2 separate regions of the Zea mays genome follow, and region 1 is linked to region 2. The links are chromatin contacts, called in public Hi-C maps. All regions are on one chromosome and are shown on one strand. Each heading gives the region's core, a stretch centred on a gene start, on an enhancer-like site or on the middle of the called end of the contact. The rest is flanking DNA. Distances are from core to core; before and after follow the strand shown. Region 1 holds the start of LOC542460 (CK2 protein kinase alpha 2). Region 2 holds the start of LOC100285096.

What was found. A called contact is a pair of places that touch in the nucleus more often than the background predicts.
Region 1: a contact with region 2 is called in a Hi-C map of tassel, with 2.1 times the contacts expected there. The contact joins the promoter of LOC542460 here to the promoter of LOC100285096 in region 2. A contact is called at or near these places in 5 of 25 Hi-C or Micro-C datasets (ear, endosperm, leaf and 1 more).

The regions. Positions count from the first base shown.
Region 1 is chr1:286,237,550-286,240,697 of Zm-B73-REFERENCE-NAM-5.0, reverse strand. It overlaps LOC542460 (CK2 protein kinase alpha 2), which reads left to right and starts at 1,815. Exons shown (of 10, transcript NM_001112016.2): 1 at 1,815-2,176. The coding sequence starts at 1,941.
Region 2 is chr1:285,930,176-285,933,190 of Zm-B73-REFERENCE-NAM-5.0, reverse strand. It overlaps LOC100285096, which reads left to right and starts at 1,332. Exons shown (of 1, transcript NM_001157991.2): 1 at 1,332-3,015. The coding sequence starts at 1,561.

The sequences.
Region 1 (3,148 bases), core at 566-3,065, 310 kb before region 2:
TCCAAGTTCGTTGACGCATGAGAATCCATGGTCGTCACTGTCGTCCTAGGCTCCTAGCAGTCGGTGTAGTGTATGGCTAGTTATTTTAGGGTTTTATCTTTTTTCTAGTCTGCTAGTTGCCTTGTTGGGCTAGGACCTGGGGTCTGGTGCGCTGCCGTGTTGGGTTTGGTGGTCGGCTCGGCCTCAACTCATTCATACAAACAGGACAGGTGTACACGTATGAAATACCCATGGGTAATCGGGTTTGGATTATTGCTTCCCAAACCCATACTCGTTTACCCAATGGGTGGAGATTTTATCCCATATCCATACCTATTGGGACAATTTTTGCCCCATACCGTATTCTAATAGGGGAATTTCTCATGGGTTAGCGGGTATCGGGTCCCCATTGACATCTCTATTATAATCAAAGGTGGCATGGAAGCACATGCGCATGGGCGGATTTGGGCCCCGGGCCACCTGGGCCGTGGCCCGGGGCGCAGCCCAAAACTCCTCTTGTATATATATTTTTTTCAGTGAAAAAATTTGGTTCAAAATACATTTCAGCCCAAAAATGTGACTCCAAAGACATCCTGCTTGCAGCGATTGAGCTTGACGCTGGCGGCCTCTCCTAGTCACGAAAACACAGACTCTTCCAATTATTTCGCAAACATGTGCGGCTGTACTTCATATGTTGCCAGCGGCACTGCCGCCTCCCTCCAGTCACTCTCCACGCCTTTGGGCTCCACGGATCCGGCAAGGGCATAAGGCAGTAACCTCTGAGACAACCGGACAGGCTCTAACTCAGGCATCTGTCACCACCGGTCCGACCTCCGCCAGTCCCCCTCCAGCCTCCCTACGACCCTGCAGCAGAGCCACGCGCGCCCTGCACTGGCGCCACGCCACCGCCCATGCAAACTCGCCCCTGCCATTACATCTTCTTCCAAGCTATACAACTTTCTTAACCTGATTCCCTTTCTTTTCTTATTCATAGGCGAGGGCGAAGTGCCTCTCTGGCCAATGGGCAGCGACTGTCTGCTGTCATGTGCCCGTAATTCTCTCCTATTGTGAGTAATTGTTCTCTGTCATAGTTTCACTGGATTGTTTTAAATGTTACTACCCCGTTCTTACATATTTATCGTCCGCTAGTTCATTTTGAACTAAAACGCTAAAAATAAAAAGACGGAGTAGTACATCATTATATGTGTAGAGTGGCCCGGAGCGTTAATTTTACGGAGCTCCGCCACTGCACATGCGTACTCTAGTTATAGTTTTACTTTATGTAAGTTGTCTAAACAATTATAGTAGTTTGGTCTCGTGTGTGTGTAGAAGTTATGGAATGTTGATTTAAGATAAAATAAATCAGTTTCCATCTTGAATCGGAGGTATTGGTTTATGCAAATCTTTCATATGTTAATAGGTAGCTACAACTACAGTATACTCAGTGATGTTCGACAGTTCGAGCTCGTTTCTTTCTTTCTTTTTTTTAAAAAACATGAGCTTGTCTTCTTTTAGTTGTGTTTAGCAGGAATTCAGTCTTGTTTTTCTTTTTCTTCCTTTTTTAAGTATGGATTCGTCTTTTTTAGGACGTGTTAAGCATGAATTCAGATTCAAGAAAAAATCATCTAAAATCTATTAAGATGTTCATGTTTAGATAGACCGTCAGGTACAGCACGACCCTGCATCGGGGGCTTCGGGGCAGCACAGCATGCCCTTGTATGAAAGCGTCTTCCGAGGGAAAGGGTCGGGCCCACGCCAGCGAACAATCACCTATAGCGACGAAAAGCCAGCAGATTCCAGCGACCGGTCATCCCAGGTCCCAGTCCACCGGTATCCTCACGCAGCCACGCTAAATTCGTCTCCACCTCCTCCCTCGTGACATCGTCTCGCACGGTCGCTCCCACCTTTCCGCCCGCCGAAACCCTAGCCCGCCCCGCCTCGCCGACGGCGATGGGCGCTGCATGATCGGTGCGTCCCCTTGGAACCGCCTGCCTTCTGGCATCGCCAAGCCCGCTGCCGCGGCTGCCGTCGTCGTAGCGGCGCTCGCGTCCTCCTTCCTCGCCCTCCCGCGTCCTCGCGCCGCCCCGCCCCCAGCGGGATCCGGGCCCCTCATGTCGAAGGCAAAGGTCTACACCGACGTCAACGTTCTGCGTCCCAAGGAGTACTGGGACTACGAGGCGCTCACCGTCCAATGGGGGTAAGTGATTACGTTACGTCACACTAGCAAAGTGCGTGCTTGTACGTTGTTACGATTTTCATTTATGCTTAAGTATTGAATATAAAAGACAAAGACATGTGTGTTCTGTTGTCTAGGTGGGTGTGAATTTGGGTTTAGAGCCAACAACTATAATTTGAATCCCTATTTGTGCATAATTTTAGCATTTTTATTATTTAAATGTTGGGGAGCACAAACACGATTGAAACTGTGGAACCAGGAAAACTGGTGCGTTATATAGTAGAGATTGTAACACCACCTAGCGCGGTTTGCACGCTTAAGCTTCGGCTGATTCGTTTGTATCTCCATGCGGTGGATTAGGTGAGATCGTTAGTATTGTCTGGCTTGCTTGCTGATTTTGGATCATCTTGGCTAGACTAAATGGTCTGGTTGAGCAGCATGATCTTTTTATCTGTGTACAGCTAATGTTGTACGAATGTTCATTTGGAGCAGAAGGTCCTAATATCACAATAGAGCCCATATTTTCAAAACTGAAGTGAATTATACCCCACCTTCTTATATCTGCTATACATTTATCCAAAAAAATTAGTGTTGAGTTGTTGACCATGTACTGGTGGCATGGTGGTGTTTATCTCTATCAGGACAATTTAATTATTTTATCTATTTTGCTTGGTTGGTTAAGGTGTACGTTCCTTTTAGTCTTTGTTATGATTTACTGCTATCAGGTCTTGGTAAGTTTTTTCCACTTGTGTCAATTTGGTGCAGCTAATCTTCTAGTAACTTGCAATATAAGCAGGTGATGGTTTCTGAACTAAGTCCTAGTGTTTATAGAAACTGATATGAAAGTTCATTAGGTCTTAGTTGTATTTTTTGGATTCTTTTAGTTACAGGATTAAGCTAAATAGTTCCTAGTGTTTTGACTTTTGAGATTATTGTGCATTGATCCGCAAAAACACGTCTATTAAGTGTAACGACATATCAGTTGACTCTCGG
Region 2 (3,015 bases), core at 83-2,582:
GTGTGGCATGTCACCGCCGTGAAGCATCTGTGCCATTCATTCCAGGCATGCAGGAGATGGAGCCATTGGCAATTTTGCCATTATCATTTGTGGGCTTCGCCAGTATGCCATCGGACCCACAAATCATAGACACAGACGGTCCCATCAGTCATAGACACGGGATGGCATAATAACAAGCAGCCAAAATCGAGAGTGGCAAAATAGCAAATTTCTCGAGGAGATGGCCCGGGGCGGTGGGCTTTCAGCAGAGCACGCCAGTGCAGGCGCGCCACTGGCAATGGTGCAAAGCCACTTGCACAAAGTTGGCCATCTGGACACGACACCCGAGGTAAGTTGAAGGCACAGTCGATTTATTTGGCAATGCAGTTTCGGTGGGCAGATCTGATATCAAGGCACACAAAATCGACATCGTTTTTTCCTGAACTCGCTGCCGCCGCAACGGTCGACGAAACTCGACTCTGCGCCTGATGCCCTACAGGCTACGGCTAATTCGGGCCCAGTGGACCACTCCACCGTAGCCCAATTGTCAGGCGGCCCACCGTTCATTTCCAGACCCGCACCTAAATCGCCGGTTACTTCCGCGAACCGCCCCCACGTTCCAGCTCCAGCGTGTGAATGTGCGTGTGTGAACTGTGAAATGTGAACTGCTGAGGTGTGCGTGTCAGTGTGTGAACCGTCACGCGGCGAAGCAAAGCACGGCGCCTTTCGCTCGCTTTCCTCCAAAGGGCCGGGCGGCGTTCGTCCGCGTCGATCTGGACGAGCAGTTTGCCCATGCAGTCGTGGGACTCCGCCGTGCGCTAGGCAGCAACCGAACATGGCGGCGAAAGGAATTGTTGTTTTCTAGCAGTAGGGACTAGAAGCTCATTCACGTGCCGTCATCCAAGAGCTGGCTCGGCACCGCCACCTCCCACCATCATCATCGACGTCCGGCAGTAGCAGCATCATTACGAGACATCATCTTGTTTTATATCTAAAGCTATCGTTATCTCTCTGAAAAGCTTCAAGAAACCGCTCTTTGTGGCTTTAGAGATTAGCTTGGGCAGAAACCCGGCGGCCGCCCATGACGGAGGTGGAGACGTTGATCGCAGTCGCAGACACCGGTTTCGGTTTCTACCTGGTCCTCCGGCTCGTGGGCCGGGTCGCAGGCAACGGGGACACGATCGATGTGCAACCGCTCTTGACCGCTGCTACTGGACGCTGGACGAGTGAACACTTTCACGGATTGCGAGCAGCATCTTTGGCTCCTGGAACGGTCATGTGGCGGTGATGCCAAAAAACCAAAAGTTAAAAGCGGCCAGCCATGTGCACTGCGGGCTGCGGCCCGGTCTAATGTCTATCTCTCTCTCTCTCCACCCGGCTCCTCACTCACGCAGTCACGCCTTCCCGTCCGATCGATGCCGCTGAAGCAGCGGTCCATCTGTTCCCCTTTGTCCTGTTGCAATCATTCGAGGCCCCGTTCTCGATTCTATAAAACCACTGCCCCGATCTACCTCTCTCACACGCTCAATTCCACTGCCAAGATTCGCCACTCCGTCCGTTACCTTCACTCGCTCACTCACAATGCGGCGCCATGGCGAGGTACGCGTGATCTTAGCTATGGCCGCCGCCGCCGCCGCCGCGCTCTTGGCGTCGGCGGCCGTGGCCGGACGAGACGGCCGGCAGACCTACATCGTCCACATGTCCCATTCCGCCATGCCGGACGAGTTCGCGGAGCATGAGGAATGGTACGCCGCGTCGCTTCAGGCGGTGTCGGATGCCGCCACCGTGCTGTACACCTACAGCACCCTCCTCCACGGCTACTCGGCGCGGCTGACGCGCGCGGAGGCCGCGGCGCTGGAGTCGCAGCCAGGGGTGATCGTCGTCAACCCGGAGGTGCGGTACGAGCTGCACACCACCCGGACGCCCGAGTTCCTGGGGCTGGACGGCACGGACGCGCTGTTCCCGCAGTCGGGCACCGGGACCGACGTCGTCGTCGGGGTGCTCGACACCGGCGTCTGGCCGGAGAGGCCGAGCTACGACGACACCGGGTTCGGCCCCGTGCCTGCGGGCTGGAAGGGCAAGTGCGAGGACGGCAACGACTTCAACGCCTCCGCGTGCAACAAGAAGCTCATCGGCGCGAGGTTCTTCCTGACGGGCTATGAGGCGGCCAAGGGCCCCGTGGACACGTCCAAGGAATCCCGGTCGCCGAGGGACAACGACGGCCACGGGACGCACACGTCCAGCACCGCGGCGGGCGGCGCCGTCCAGGGCGCCGACCTGCTCGGCTACGCTGCCGGCACGGCCAAGGGCATGGCGCCCCGCGCCCGCGTCGCCACGTACAAGGTGTGCTGGGTCGGCGGGTGCTTCAGCTCCGACATCCTCAAGGCCATGGAGGTCGCCGTGACGGACGGCGTCGACGTGCTCTCGCTCTCCCTTGGCGGCGGCACGGCGGAGTACTACCGCGACAGCATCGCGGTGGGCGCTTTCAGCGCCATGGAGAAGGGGATCTTCGTGTCCTGCTCCGCGGGCAATGCCGGCCCGGGCGCCGCGACGCTGTCCAACGGCGCGCCGTGGATCACCACCGTGGGCGCCGGGACCATCGACCGCGACTTCCCCGCCTACGTCACGCTCGGCAACGGCAAGAACTACACGGGGGTGTCCCTGTACAGCGGCAAGCCGTTGCCCACCACGCCGATGCCCTTCATCTACGCGGGGAACGCGTCCAACAGCAGCATGGGCCAGCTCTGCATGTCCGGCAGCCTGATCCCGGAGAAGGTGGCCGGCAAGATCGTCCTTTGCGACCGCGGCACCAATGCCAGGGTCCAGAAGGGCTTCGTCGTCAAAGACGCCGGCGGCGCCGGCATGGTTCTCGCCAACACCGCCGCCAACGGCGAGGAGCTCGTCGCCGACGCGCACGTTCTCCCGGGCTCCGGCGTGGGGGAGAAAGCCGGCAACGCCATGAGGGACTACGCCATGTCGGATCCGAAAGCGACGGCCACCATCGTGTTCGCCGGGACGAAGGTCGGCGTCAAGCCG